2 separate regions of the Zea mays genome follow, and region 2 is linked to region 1. Evidence: chromatin contacts called from public Hi-C data. All regions are on one chromosome and are shown on one strand. The core of a region is the stretch at or near the end of the contact, and the rest is flanking DNA. Distances in the headings are between cores, read along the strand shown. Region 1 has its middle 19 kb from the start of LOC103650165. Region 2 overlaps LOC103650168 (auxilin-related protein 1).

Region 1 (3,753 bases), core at 498-2,997:
TTCAAGAAAAGATAATTAAGCAATTAATTATCTTTATTTTTGGTTAAGAAAACACATGGTCTATATCATCTTTTAATTTTTATTAAGAAAACCTATATTTGAAGCAACTATACTAAACATTATTAACTTTAAATTTTGAAAGTATGAAAACTATTGCAAAAGTTGTTTTAAAATATGCAGTACAATATTATGAAGCTAACAAAACAAAACAAATTTATTTGGACTTAAAATACACATTTTATATTATAAATACCTATGCAAGGACCTATTTGCAATAAAATATAGATTCCAAGGGGCTAGGAACAAAGAAAACAAGGACTCGAGGGTTTTACTTCAAAAATCTGAGGGCTTCGGTGCAAGAACACAAGCTTTGGACAATGAGTTCCAATACCGAAAGCGGTAGGGGCCTAAACATAATAAAAAGGACATATACGAAAGGGTTTTTGAACTGTGATGGATAGGCAAGTAAAAAGAATAAAGTGCATGGGCCAAATTGCTAAATGGTCATCTTCAACTTCAATTCCATGGTGGTTTTGGCTTCGACAGCTTTGGGCTGGGCTCGACGAGACAAGATCGAGATAGGGGAGGTGTGTAACGACAAGAGAAGGCTCTAGAGAACTTGGGCGTGGCCTCAGCATCGTTGGCAAAGCTTCGGAATGACCTGTCCGTGGCAAGTGATGGCTGCACGTTGGTGCATGAGAGCAGAGCGAAGGAGGGTGCATGAGTGAGAATGCTGGCACATGGAAGCAACTGGGGGCTTAGGCAGTTTATATAGGGCCATGAGGGGTAGCGGAGGAGGCATGAGCCATGCTCGATTGCTCGCCGGAGTTAATGGCTAGTGGGGGAGAGGGAATGGTGGTGGCGCTTAATGCTCGATGGAGAAGGAGAGAAACGGGCGTGGAAGTGGACTCTCCACTGAGTCAAGGCGAGCACAAATGCGGGCAATTACTGAATGCGTGGAGGCAAGTGGACGTGGGGGCACGGGCGCACGACGACTTGAGGAAGAAGAAAGCTCTCACAGGTGGGCCCTACTTGTAAGCAAGGACACAAGGGAATGGGTTGTGGGGGAGTGGGCCGAAATGCGGGTTAGTGGGCTGGGGCAGGCTAAATTGGTTTTTTTCCTTCTCTTTCCAAACCTTATTCTTTTATAAATCCAAATGTTATAAACATTATAAAAATCAAAATAAATTCAAGAATTCTATTAACTTAATAAAATACTTATTGTTCAAAATAGACTATTTTAAGAATATCCTATTATTTAATAAAAGGGTTTTACATAAAGAAATAAAAATCAATAAAACTAAGAATTTTGAAAAACTTTCAACCAAAAATTATGCACTAATATGAATGCAACAAACATTTGATTTTTTTTTATCTCTTTCAAAAGTTATATATCTTATTTATATCATCATTTTCATCCTTTGAAAACAATATTATTTTCCTCCCTAATGACTTCAGTAAACTAAAGTTGAATTTTGGGTGTTATACTTGGTTTGTGAAGCAAAAATATATACTCTCGATACTATAGAATGCGGCGCTAACATTGTAGTTTAAAGGTTCGAGAGGTCAAAACATTTTTTTAAATGGCAAAATTAAAAAATTCGGTCCTTTGCGTAGCCTAGTGAGTTTCTTTTTTAATCCGAACGGGCTTGGAAGACTGGAAACCGTGTGCCGTCAGGTGCTGGTGACGCCAGGGTGTGGCCACCGGATGTGACTGCTATGTCAGCCATTTCTGGCAGCGTCTCGGGAAACCTGCCTTCGACTCTGGTTTCTTTGACTGTACTGGCCCCGTGCTGCGTGGAGATCTGGAGTCCGCGGTCCGCCTCCGCGCCGCAGTTTTCTTGCGTGAAGACTGAAGACTGTTCCGTTTCCTCGTTCAGTTTGTTAAGAACCCTTTGCTGCCAAGTATAGTCCAAAGACTACTTAACTCATAAACACAGGAGACACAAAAATATAGGAGTTATTGATATTCTTATTTATGTATTCTGTTCAATAGTTACAACAAATAGTAGTGTCCTCCTCTATATATAGTGCAAAGTTAGGATTTTATTTAGATGGGCCACATGGGCCTTCGGGGCCCAAACTGGTTTCTTAATACTCCCCCTTGGCTCTCTTGCCGCGAGATACACATGTCCCAAAACTCCACAAAAACCCAGTGGGAAAAAATTTGGAGAAAGAGTACATGGCTCACGCTTGCTGTGTTGCATGATTTGTCTCATTAAAAACCTTATGTGAGAAACTTCTATTGAAAACTCACATAAGGGGAAAAGAGTACAAATCACCTTTTCTTCATTTAATCTTAAGACTATAATTAGGTATTTGAACTTCATGCTCAAGATTCAATTTAGGAGTATGCAATTTTCTCCCCCTGAGAACTACACTTTTAAGTCTTTTATAATTGCTTCAAGTCCATCCTTTCAATGATGGATGCAATGCTTAAATGGAGATCTACAAGATCTTCTTGTGCCTTATTATGTAAGACTCTAACGTGGTTCAACATATGCCTTCTTGATCATATATTAATGGGATTTTTATACATAACACATATCCCATCATTACTTATGCAACACAAGCTTCTTTATTTCATAAGTTGGTAGTGGGATTCCTTAATCCACATTACTTATATCGTGGAGTGTTTCTTATTCAAAGTATACATCTTCACAAAATCTTTATGCTAGACTTTGGTTCCCACATGAGTTTGTCATTGTTGACACAAAGGTCCACTTTCTGACTTCAATATGACTTTAATTTACAACAAAGGGATTCATATTCATATTTAGGTACATGTCTTGATCTTCAATGCAAAATTTCTTAGCCTTTGGATATATTGGAGTATATTCATGATTCATATACATGGTATTTATTTATACTTAATGCCATTACCGATCAAACACAATGACACATTGAGTGTCTACCTTTGGTGTATCGACATAGTATTTCCTCCCCCTCATCCTTAGGTTCTTATAGATCTAGATTCACAAATGACCGACCAATTAATAGTATTTTCATAATGCACTTTTCTATATTGAGAACCTTTTCAGTATGATAAGGTATAGGTTTCAAATATTCATTCAAGCATGCCTCAAGCTATATGCTTAAGTTGTGGCATGCTCATACTTCGAGTATGTTTGCATTCTTGCAAGATTCTTTCAATACTTGTGGTAACTTTTCGAAGTTACACTATGCTTAATTTTATTTGCCTTTCTTAGGTTATGGTCAATGACACTTCCATGTGCCTATAAATATATAAAGTCCAAATCAAGATCTTTTCTTTATTTAATCACCCTCTTATTCAACTTCAAGTTGATTTCTGCCAATGAGATAAACATACTTACAAAGGAGATAATGTCCATGATTAGGAAAAACAGATCTTCAAGACCTTGAGCTGCTAGTTGCCATTGTATCTTTGCTATAGTGACTGCCATCTTTTCAAGACAGTCTGCATTATATGGTAGATACATAATGACTATTGCTCTTGTTCAAGTATTACCATTCCTTTTCAGAATTCACGGGAGTGCTTTATGCACTTTATCTTGCTTTACTCTAATATTTCTCAATACGGTAGCAAGCTCCTTTATTAATAGCTGATGAGCTCAAATTTGTTTCAGCTTTCTCTTCTTTTTCATTTACCGATATATTCATATCCTGAAGGCACCTCGCTAGAAGGCTGCTCTCCAGTTACCAGCTCTCAACTGGTTCCCCATTATTTCGTTGGGGTGTTTCATGACTAGGCTATGATAAGCTCTCTTATCC
Region 2 (3,753 bases), core at 904-3,403, 170 kb after region 1:
CTTACCACAATGGCTAACTCGATACTTGATTTCTCCTCCATCATCGATCAAGAAACGAAGTTGTCAAACAACGAAGCTGGCAAAGCACAAACTAGTGCGAAAGCATAAAACTCGAAGGGAGCTTCGATGGTAGAGAAAATAGGGGCAACTAGTAGGCAACAACAGCAAAATGTCGTGTCTAACTCCTGACGTTTTGTCCCATTTTATACAAAAAGGGGACAGAATCCAACAATCCATGTGTAGTTACCCACTACAAAGTGGCCCTTCAGCACAAAAACAAACTAATACTGCCAGGTGCTACTGTTGGGGGTCCTCTACTTCCGAAGTTCCTCAAAACACTTCAACATCAATGGTTTTCAAGTCTGTTTTAGGTAGGTGTGCAAGTGGTGTGGATAATTATTCGATCTGATCTAAATCCTAATTATACGGGTATGGTGTAGGAGTTATTATATCCATGCGGATATGGATAATCTGATCTACGTGCGGATGCGGAGTAGGGTATGATATCACCAAAATCTAACGAATATGGATTATCTGATATTTGAGAGCAGATTATCCGATGCTTAAAATAGGATAATATTCTATTAGTTTGTCAAGTGCAAGAGAGACAGAGAATCAGTCAACAATGACTAATTACTGGCCAAATAAAACTGAAATTTCTATACGGTGGAACAGGAAATGAAACACTATACACGACAGAAATCAATCGCCACCCCCAACCCAACAGGCAACAAGCCAACATAAATCAATCAGCGATAGGATCACACATCGTATTGTGTGTGACATAATGTAGTTTATTATTTACCTACTTAGTTATTTATTATAGCTATATTCAAGTTATTTTGTCAATTATTAATCTTTAGTTTATGAACTATTGATCGCTATAAAATATAGATGTATACATATATTATGCAACCTTTGAAAACCGCTTCCACCACGCTTCCGCTCTGACTCTGCGCCATTTTCGACATCCTAAAATATCCATATCCGCAACCATATAATATTCGCTCCGATCCAATCCGTTTGCACCCCTAGTTTCAGGTCTATCAAAGCAGTGAAGCTAGCCTTCGCCTGAAAGCCTTCGGTTAAACAGTGTGCACATGACGGTGAAGCTAGGAATCTTCGGCCTCGTGCTTTAAGCATGCAACTGCAACGAAACGAGGGAGAAAACCTGAAGACTTGGTCAGCACGTCTGTGAAGGAAAAGACCATGGTGCCCCTAAAGGATCATGTAGTCTCCATGTATAGAATTGGAGTAGGATTTGAGGACATGTTTGTAATTTTATACGAAATTGTACTCTGACTTACAATTATAAATAGAGAAACAATGACATCCAAACAGACACCTTTTCCTGAGGAGGATATCTGAACTGCTTAACCTCAGAAGTTGTGTATATTTTACCTTCGTATCACCATTCGAATGTATTCCTATAATTATTTATAATCAAGAAGAAATAACAAAGGATACATATCAGTCATGGTTTCCCTTCAGCATTTCTATTTCATTATACAAAGGTCCTTCAATTATGATAGTCTTCTCCCTTTGATCTATCCATTATATAGATCGAAGAAATGAATATCTCTCGTTTCTAATTGTGTTGCCCCATTTTGATTTCTTTGAAGCTATCTGTGGCAGCTTACTCATCCACATACCGATATTCAAACTCCACTCTACGAACAGTACAGTCTACAATGCATAACAGTACTTTTAGGTAAACTGCTGTAGACGGCCTTAGGAATCAAAACATGTGACCAACGCAACCGCCAAGAACGTGCCCTTCTCTGTCGCGATGCTCTTCTTCGGCAGGCCCAGTGCCATGAGGCGCTCACCTACGTGACACCCATGGTCGAGCACTCGAGTGTCGCCGTCACACTGGTAAGGTTTCGCTAGCATTTCGACGCGGAGAGAGAAGACGACGATGCAGTGGTTGACGCTTTCAAGTCCAAGAAGGTCAGCATGTTGAAGGATGGATCGGTGCACTTCGAGGAGCGGCAAGGGTACACCAAGGAGGTGTTTGAGACCATCAACATGTTATCTAAGGTCAACGTGCTCGTGGTGGGGCGAATGACGCCAACGACGCCACTGGTGGAGAATCCCGACGAGCTAGGCCTTGTGGGTAGCTAGCTACCCGACGTCGCTGGCGAGGCTATCGGCTCAATGGCTGAGAGATGGAGGGCAAAAGGGACATTTTCCAAAGCATTCCACGCTGGCAAGGACACATAGTGGGCATGCGTGGCCAGCCATGTAGGTAAAATGACAAAAATGTAGAATGTTTCAAAAAATAATGGTAACTGTTATGGACATTATAAAAGTATCTTTTAGAGAGTTATCATCAAATAGTTCTTTTAGAGAGTTATCATCAAATAGTTAAATTTTCCCTAGCCTAGAGCTAGCAAGAAACGTCCTTGAGCTGGCGGCTGCTTCTCCAGATTGGACGAGCGACTAGCCTGCATATCTGGCCTTGAGCTAACCGGAATCGCCCCTCGAGCTGGTGCCTGCTTCTACATACCCTGTCACGACTCACGATAAACTTTTTCATGGTATTCCTTCCTTTCAAATTAAAATTCATTTTATGTTTTTAATGGATTCATACAATACTTGATGTATATGTTTTATATATGTCTAGATTTATATCATCTATTTGATTATAGACATAAATACTAAGAGCTAAAACAAATACTAATTTGAGACGGAGGGAGTATTATTTTTATTCACTAATTCTAGCTTCACACACTATAGCAAAAACAATTTGGTACCTTACCAAACAGGGCCCCTGCTACTCTCCCTTTCTTCATTACTACAGGGACCAGTATGTCCCTGTCCAAGAGCAAAAAATTATATGGAGTCAACATCGTTTGTAAGTATAACAAAGCCATTGGAAACATAAAGTTTGGCATAAAAACACTTTACTAAACTCGCATGTACAACGATGTTATCCAAAATCTCCCAAATATCGGATTATCCAAAATTGACGGTGAAGATTGCATTGAGTGATGCTTTGCCAAATGCTACAGAATTGATATCCATTTAACCATTTCTAGATAAAATTCATTTAGCCAATGGAGTCAAGACATCCATGCGATAATGCTAGTAAAAAATGCAACTTTTAGGACTTGTTTGGGAGCCATGGAATGCAGGGTTTTAGCCCATCCAATCAATTTCATTCCCATTGCTCCCAAACTTTGTTTTTCTGTGAGTACTACCTCCGTTATCGAATATTTGCCGTCCGCTAGTTCATTTTTTAACTAAAACACGGCAAATGAAAAAGAAAGGAGTGAGCACAAGTTTACTTACACTGCACACGGAAAGATATATATATACAACGTTACATGACACAAAATAAGGGTGCATATGCCAATGAATAGAGCGAGCAAGAAATCGGAAACAAGGAAATAAGAAAAACACTATATAACTAAATATAGAAATGAATAAAAATATCTACCGTAGCTTGCCTACCTGTCCTTCCCAATACTTGTTTTGCGATCAACATTTTCCTAAACAAGTTGTTAGAAGAGTTCTTCTGAGTTGAATTTTTTCCAGGCTTCCTGTTTGCATCAGAGACATGTAAGCAAAGGTCTCACAGAATAAAACCATTGCTTATAAGTCGTGAGATATTTTATGACACTATGAATGTCAATCATGAAAAGGTTTTCGTAGTGTAAAAACTAACAATGAATTAGAAGCGCAGCAGCAGCAATGAGCTTTTGTAGCTGAAATGTAGGAAAAACTGGCTAGAATGACATTGAGTAGCCA

What was found. A called contact is a pair of places that touch in the nucleus more often than the background predicts.
Region 2: a contact with region 1 is called in a Hi-C map of endosperm, with 3 times the contacts expected there. The contact joins two enhancer-like sites. A contact is called at or near these places in 3 of 25 Hi-C or Micro-C datasets (endosperm, leaf and tassel).

Annotation. Positions count from the first base shown.
Region 1 is chr3:66,588,109-66,591,861 of Zm-B73-REFERENCE-NAM-5.0, forward strand. No RefSeq gene overlaps it. Among protein-coding and RNA genes, the nearest start is that of LOC103650165, 19 kb to the left of the region's middle. Within about 2 kb of position 1,748, at least 13 of the 20 cell types and tissues checked have an H3K27ac peak or open chromatin away from gene starts, as enhancers often do. A contact at or near this core is called in endosperm and leaf, where this site is marked.
Region 2 is chr3:66,752,853-66,756,605 of Zm-B73-REFERENCE-NAM-5.0, forward strand. It overlaps LOC103650168 (auxilin-related protein 1), which reads right to left. Exons shown (of 9, transcript XR_004857154.1): 8 at 3,457-3,545. Among protein-coding and RNA genes, the nearest start is that of LOC103650168, 33 kb to the right of the region's middle. Within about 2 kb of position 2,154, at least 12 of the 20 cell types and tissues checked have an H3K27ac peak or open chromatin away from gene starts, as enhancers often do. A contact at or near this core is called in endosperm and leaf, where this site is marked.